2 separate regions of the Mus musculus genome follow, and region 2 is linked to region 1. A link is a contact called in public Hi-C data. All regions are on one chromosome and are shown on one strand. The core of a region is the stretch at or near the end of the contact, and the rest is flanking DNA. Distances in the headings are between cores, read along the strand shown.

Region 1 (2,700 bases), core at 161-2,660:
CTTCTTTTTGATTTACAAGCAGGTTGACTTATTGTAGAATTTTTAACACTTTTACAGTTCTGTGCTTTGATTTCAGAGAAGGTGTTAATCTCCCTGGACATTGGAGAGTAACAGAGGTGTGTTATGTAGTGAGTGGCTTTTCTAGGGAAATTTGGATTTTATAGTAGAGGTCCAAGCTTTATGATAGTACCTGTGTACATGGTGATGTATGGACCATGGTGTGCTGGTGATGTGTTTGGTGTGTATTAAAGGATTATCTTCTTGTCTCCTTTTGCATATTATCTCTAGTTTCTTGGGGCATGACATTACCATTCTCATAACTAGTGAATAATTCGAGATACTAGTTTTTAATTATCCAAATGAAATATTTTTTATGTTATTGGTGGTATCAAAAAATTAAATCTGGCTAAATAAGGAAGTATAAAAAAATTTAAATGGTGATATAATATGAAGCTTTATATCATGTATACTAGGTTTATTGTATATATTGAAAGCATAGGTATAAAACAATTGGTACTGCTTATAATTGAATTTAGTGCCAAAAAATTGTGACAGAAATGATGTGAATTTTTATTTCCTAGGTTTGTAAGTACTGTGGGTAACACTGGCACTGTTGTCCAGTAGATGTTTTTGAGAAAAACTTGTGTTTTAAAATTATGTTCTGTATTTGTATATTCCTGTGTAATAAAATGTTTTAAAAGGTAAGGATTTCAGTTCTCAGTTTTTGCTTTTTTCCCAGTGTTTACTTTCACGTGAGAATGATTGATCTGTAGCTGTCATTTTACCCAAAGAGGGGACAAATGCAATTGGCCTTTTAGACAAAAGTATGCAAACAGGCTGCATTCTTTTCCTGATAGAATTATGGAAGGATTGCAGGAGGTGCCACACTCCTTTTGGTATTGACTGTGAGGAGGGCTCTGCAGTGGGTGCTGTTTGCAGTGGATAAGGAGGCGCTATGATTAGTTCCCTTTCTTGGGAAAGCACTACAAAGGGAAATGAAAGGAGCCTGCTCTGTTCTCAGCCTGACACTTGTTTTTGTTAAGTTTTTCCCCTTATTGAAGTCCAGTCTCTTAGAAAAAAATATACTTTTGGTTTTTTCCCTTTATATTAAGCTTAGTAGATTTCCATTCCGTTTGACCCTTTAGAGAAATTATAGAATGTTTTTTTCTTAAGGCTTCTATTGTAAAGCGTCAAAGCTGGTGCAACAGTGCCCTCTGTAGTCTTTTAGGCTCAGAGAGAGATGTGGATGAATTTGCAGTGTCAGGTAAAGAGCAAGATATTTAAATTTAACCCCCCCCCCCCAAAAAAAAACCCACCACCACAACCAACAACAACAACAAAGAAACCTACAACAACCAAGAGGTCCCTTTTTCCTAAGCAGACATTCTTGTTTTTCACTATTGGCTTAACATTAGACAAAGGGAACAAAAGACCATTCTGAGTTTTCATGTAGAATTATGGGCTACCTCTTGTTGCTAACCCAGTTTTATCAGACATTAATCAGAGTAATTTGAGATAGAAGGAATCTTACAAGCTGTACGGCCTCTTCGTGAAATACCTTTTTTGAGGTTGAACTCCAATAAGAGTATTTAAAAAAATTTAATTCTTTGTACTTGCTTCTTAATTAGAATCTTAGTGGGCTGCCTAGAACTTAACTTTTACTTGTTCTGGAATTGGATAACCAAAGCTTTATACATGAGATTATTTAAATTCAAACCGAGGCAGTTACATAATGACTAAAGTATTTTTCATTCATTAGCATTGATTTAAATTGTAGATTTCCCGTTCTCCCTTTGGTTAAGTATTTGGTATTTGATTGTACTTGTCTGAGTGGATAGCCAAGTCTATCATTGTGAAACAGAACTAAATATGTGAATTTTATAATTGATTATAAAAGCAGAGATCATGTTTAACATTTTTAGAAGATAAATATTTCAGCTTGAATTTATTATACTTCTAAAGGTTCTTTAATAAATAGCCAATCAACCTACATCCTATATTCTGTAATTTTCACTAAACAGCATGTTAAACAGAATTCCAAATATCTGAACCTGATTTGTTTTTTTCCCCTTGTTTTTTGATTTTTTTTTTAAATCTGTAAAATGGGACTAGCTTATCCTTTGAGAGTTTTGTAAAGGATTAGAGATACTGTGTATAGGTTGTGCAGGCACTTTCAATTTTTCAAATTGTAATTTTCAAATTTCATAGAGCAAAAGTAAATTACTTTGTTTAATAGGAAGACATTTCAGTATGAAATCTAGAGCACACTTAATGCGCACTGTTTTAACACCCCTCTCTTGAAACTTCTGGTGACTTATGTGAATCTGAAACTTGGCACAGAATTCCTTGAAAATGTGGAGTGGCAAAATTACATGTGCATTGACTTTCAACTCCCTACAAATGCCATTTTCAAACATCTTAGACTAGCATCTTTATCAACTAAATCTTAGTAGCTGTTCACATACTTAGCAGTATGCAAATGCTGATGATAAACTTTGGGAGTAATCCCAAGGATACCTTCCCCTCAATAAACATTTGTTTACCACTAACCAGGAACAATACAATAGGTAAAGTAGATGAAAGTGTTTTGTCTGCTTAAAGTGTCTGCTTGAGGGAGTGCCTAGGGCCTCTTCCTTGAAAGAACTGAGTTAGAAAGCACAGGTCCTCTCCTTTGTGCCTTTGGATGGCTAATACACTTTC
Region 2 (2,700 bases), core at 178-2,677, 180 kb before region 1:
TGATAAATGGTGGGTTATGAGTACCTGGTCTTCATTTACTTGGCTATTCACTTGCTAATTCTGGCTTTGCTCGTTGTCAAAGCAATGCCACCATCCTCAAGTACACACAATTCAATTTCTAGGCATGATTTTTGCATATGCAAAGTCAAATAAACAAAGACAGCATAAAATTAGGGGCAAATTCATTGGGAAAACCAAAAACTCAGAAAACTAGTTTTTTTGTTTTGTTTTGTTTTGTTTAACTTAATATCCCTTGACTAATTTCTGTGTTAGAATCATAATGCCTAAAAATAGAATTTTGTTGGGCTGTATTTGAAAGAAAGTTGATAATCTCATTATGAGTCAAAATTATACCTCTGAAATGTTCTGTGTGTATGTATATATGTATGTATACTCAGACAATATGCATACATACTTACTCTCATTCTCTCTGTGTGTGTATACACAGAAAACACACACATACAAACACATACACACATACACACACACACACACACACACACACACACACACACACACACACACACACTCATGAGCATATGCCCCTACCATTTTATACCAGAAAATGTACTGCAGAGTAGTATCCAACACTAAAACATGACAGCACATAGTATTAACTATAAACTAGTTCAGGGAGTCACAGAGATGAGTTGTTAGAAGCAGAAAAGCTCTCTGAGAAGTCCTTAAAGAAGCATCTTTGTTTAACAAGGATTTTCAAGGGACAAACAGACTAACTTTCACCCATTGCAAAGCTGCCACTGCAGTCAAGTGTCTAGGGAAGATTTTGATCTGCTTCTTATTTGTCTTGCTTCTTTGTTCTGGCATCCCACCACCTCTTACGCCTTGTTTTAAAGATACAATATTGCTTTGAAAAGGGAAATGAACCTTTATGACCTTAAAACATACGTGCTGTGCTAATTTTCCCTTTACTGAATGCTTAGCTATACTAATATTAGATTGTGCAGTGTTCGACTACCTACACAGTTCATTTCATGAAATGAATCTGGCTGTCAGCCAAGCTCTCACCTCTTCTTTTCATGAAAGAAAAAGAAGAAGAAGAAGAAGAAGAAGAAGAAGAAGAAGAAGAAGAAGAAGAAGAAGAAGAAGAAGAAGAAGAAGAAGAAGAAGAAGAAGAAGAAGAAGAAGAAGAAAACATATGTGATGGGGAAGAAAAAAGGAAGGTGAGAGGAGAGAATGGAGAAAAATGTCCTGGCTAACAAAGCCTGCATTCCCTAGATACCATGGCCTTGCCCTTCTCTGTAAGTATTCTCTTAGGTAAACCAGTCCCAGGTGGTACAATGACAGGGTCAGCAAGTGCTATTTTTTAAACTTGTGTGAAAATTCATTTTGCCTTCCATCCTATTCTCTGGGCACTCAGGCAATGCAATCATCAGTCTCTGGTGCCAAGTGTAAACAGGACATCCTTTCAGATAGGGAGGTCCAGCTGGCGAGAACACACAACCTCTGCCTTTTGCCCTGTTTGGGAAATCGACCCCATTCGTTTCACAGAGAGATGCTGGAACAGGGGAAATTCACTTTCTTATGTGTGCTATAAACAAAACTTTGTGAACATCTTTTCATCCCCCTTGTTGGGTGTGTTCCTTGTCATCTCTGAATTCTTCTTGTGTCACAGCAACACCTGCAGACCAAAATTATCTAAGTGGTTATGATCTGTCACAGTCTTCATTCACTGGGGAAAGGTTATGTCTTTTGGTTTAGGGGGGACTCACAGAGTATGAAGGGCAGAAGGACATCTGAGATCTCATCCAGTACAATTTTCTGATTTCGCAGATAATAACAGAAATTGAAAAATGAAGGAAAGACCCAGCTTTTGATGTTCAGATAGATTGTTACCCTTGGTCCTCTTAGCAGCAGGTGGGTCATAAACAAAAATGATGAAGCTTCTCTACCTACACAGACATATTTTTATCATTTCTCTGCATACAGGTAAAAAAAAAAACAAAGAAAAACAAACAAGCAAACAAACACCCAAGGCTCATTGTGGTAGGTACAAGTTAGAAGCAATGTAGAAATTTAGAGGTAAAAGGCATCTGTGAGAAATGAAGTCAGGAAGTGCTTTCTGGAACGGACTGTTCTCATGGTGCCGCCCATTCATGTTGACAGAGCAGAGGAAATGCTCTCAGATGTCTAAGAATGACTGATCCCAGCCCAGGTCAATAACAATTACTTTTATGTCTACTGTCATTTATTTTCTTCTCTTCCACTTTGTTCTCTCATACACCCTACTCTATTTCGCCCCACTTCAGCCTCTATGAGACTACTTTTGGGCATCTGGCCTACTCAATTGAATACCTCTTTAGAAATTGCTTACAGAATAGGTTTCCAGCAGGTTGACCCTCCTTACTTCATGTTTTCAGTCACAGGACCGATGTGCACAAGGAGTGGAAATGATTAAAGCATTCAGGATCCAATCGCTAGTCCCAGGCATTTGGGATTAGGTGATAAAGGAGTTCCGTTCATCTCCATAGTCAACTGGAAAGAATGCTTCACAATGATCTACAGTAGCCACAAACATCAGAGATAGAGTATCCCCTGGCTGTCTTATCCTAGAATGAGTTTGACCCCTTTGGAAGGTCAGGCTGTATTTTGCTCTCTAGCTAATTATGTCTGTCCTTTCATAATAAATCCCTCAAATCTATGCTGTTTTCATTGATGGAAAACAGAATCGTAATTAAAAGT

The links. Hi-C and Micro-C count contacts between places; a contact is called where the count stands out from the background.
Region 2: a Hi-C map of liver shows a contact between it and region 1, with 3 times the contacts expected there. The contact joins two enhancer-like sites. A contact is called at or near these places in 5 of 484 Hi-C or Micro-C datasets (the 3T3-L1 cell line, embryonic fibroblasts and liver), 1 of 115 datasets of contacts at active chromatin or transcription factors (liver) and 1 of 9 other capture datasets (embryonic tail).

The regions. Positions count from the first base shown.
Region 1 is chr2:114,620,996-114,623,695 of GRCm38.p6, reverse strand. The region is part of intron 3 of Dph6 (diphthamine biosynthesis 6); the gene reads left to right. Among named protein-coding and RNA genes, the nearest start is that of Dph6, 33 kb to the left of the region's middle. Within about 2 kb of position 1,410, at least 31 of the 459 cell types and tissues checked have an H3K27ac peak or open chromatin away from gene starts, as enhancers often do. A contact at or near this core is called in liver, where this site is marked.
Region 2 is chr2:114,802,853-114,805,552 of GRCm38.p6, reverse strand. No RefSeq gene overlaps it. Among named protein-coding and RNA genes, the nearest start is that of Gm13974, 50 kb to the left of the region's middle. Within about 2 kb of position 1,427, at least 4 of the 459 cell types and tissues checked have an H3K27ac peak or open chromatin away from gene starts, as enhancers often do. A contact at or near this core is called in liver, where this site is marked.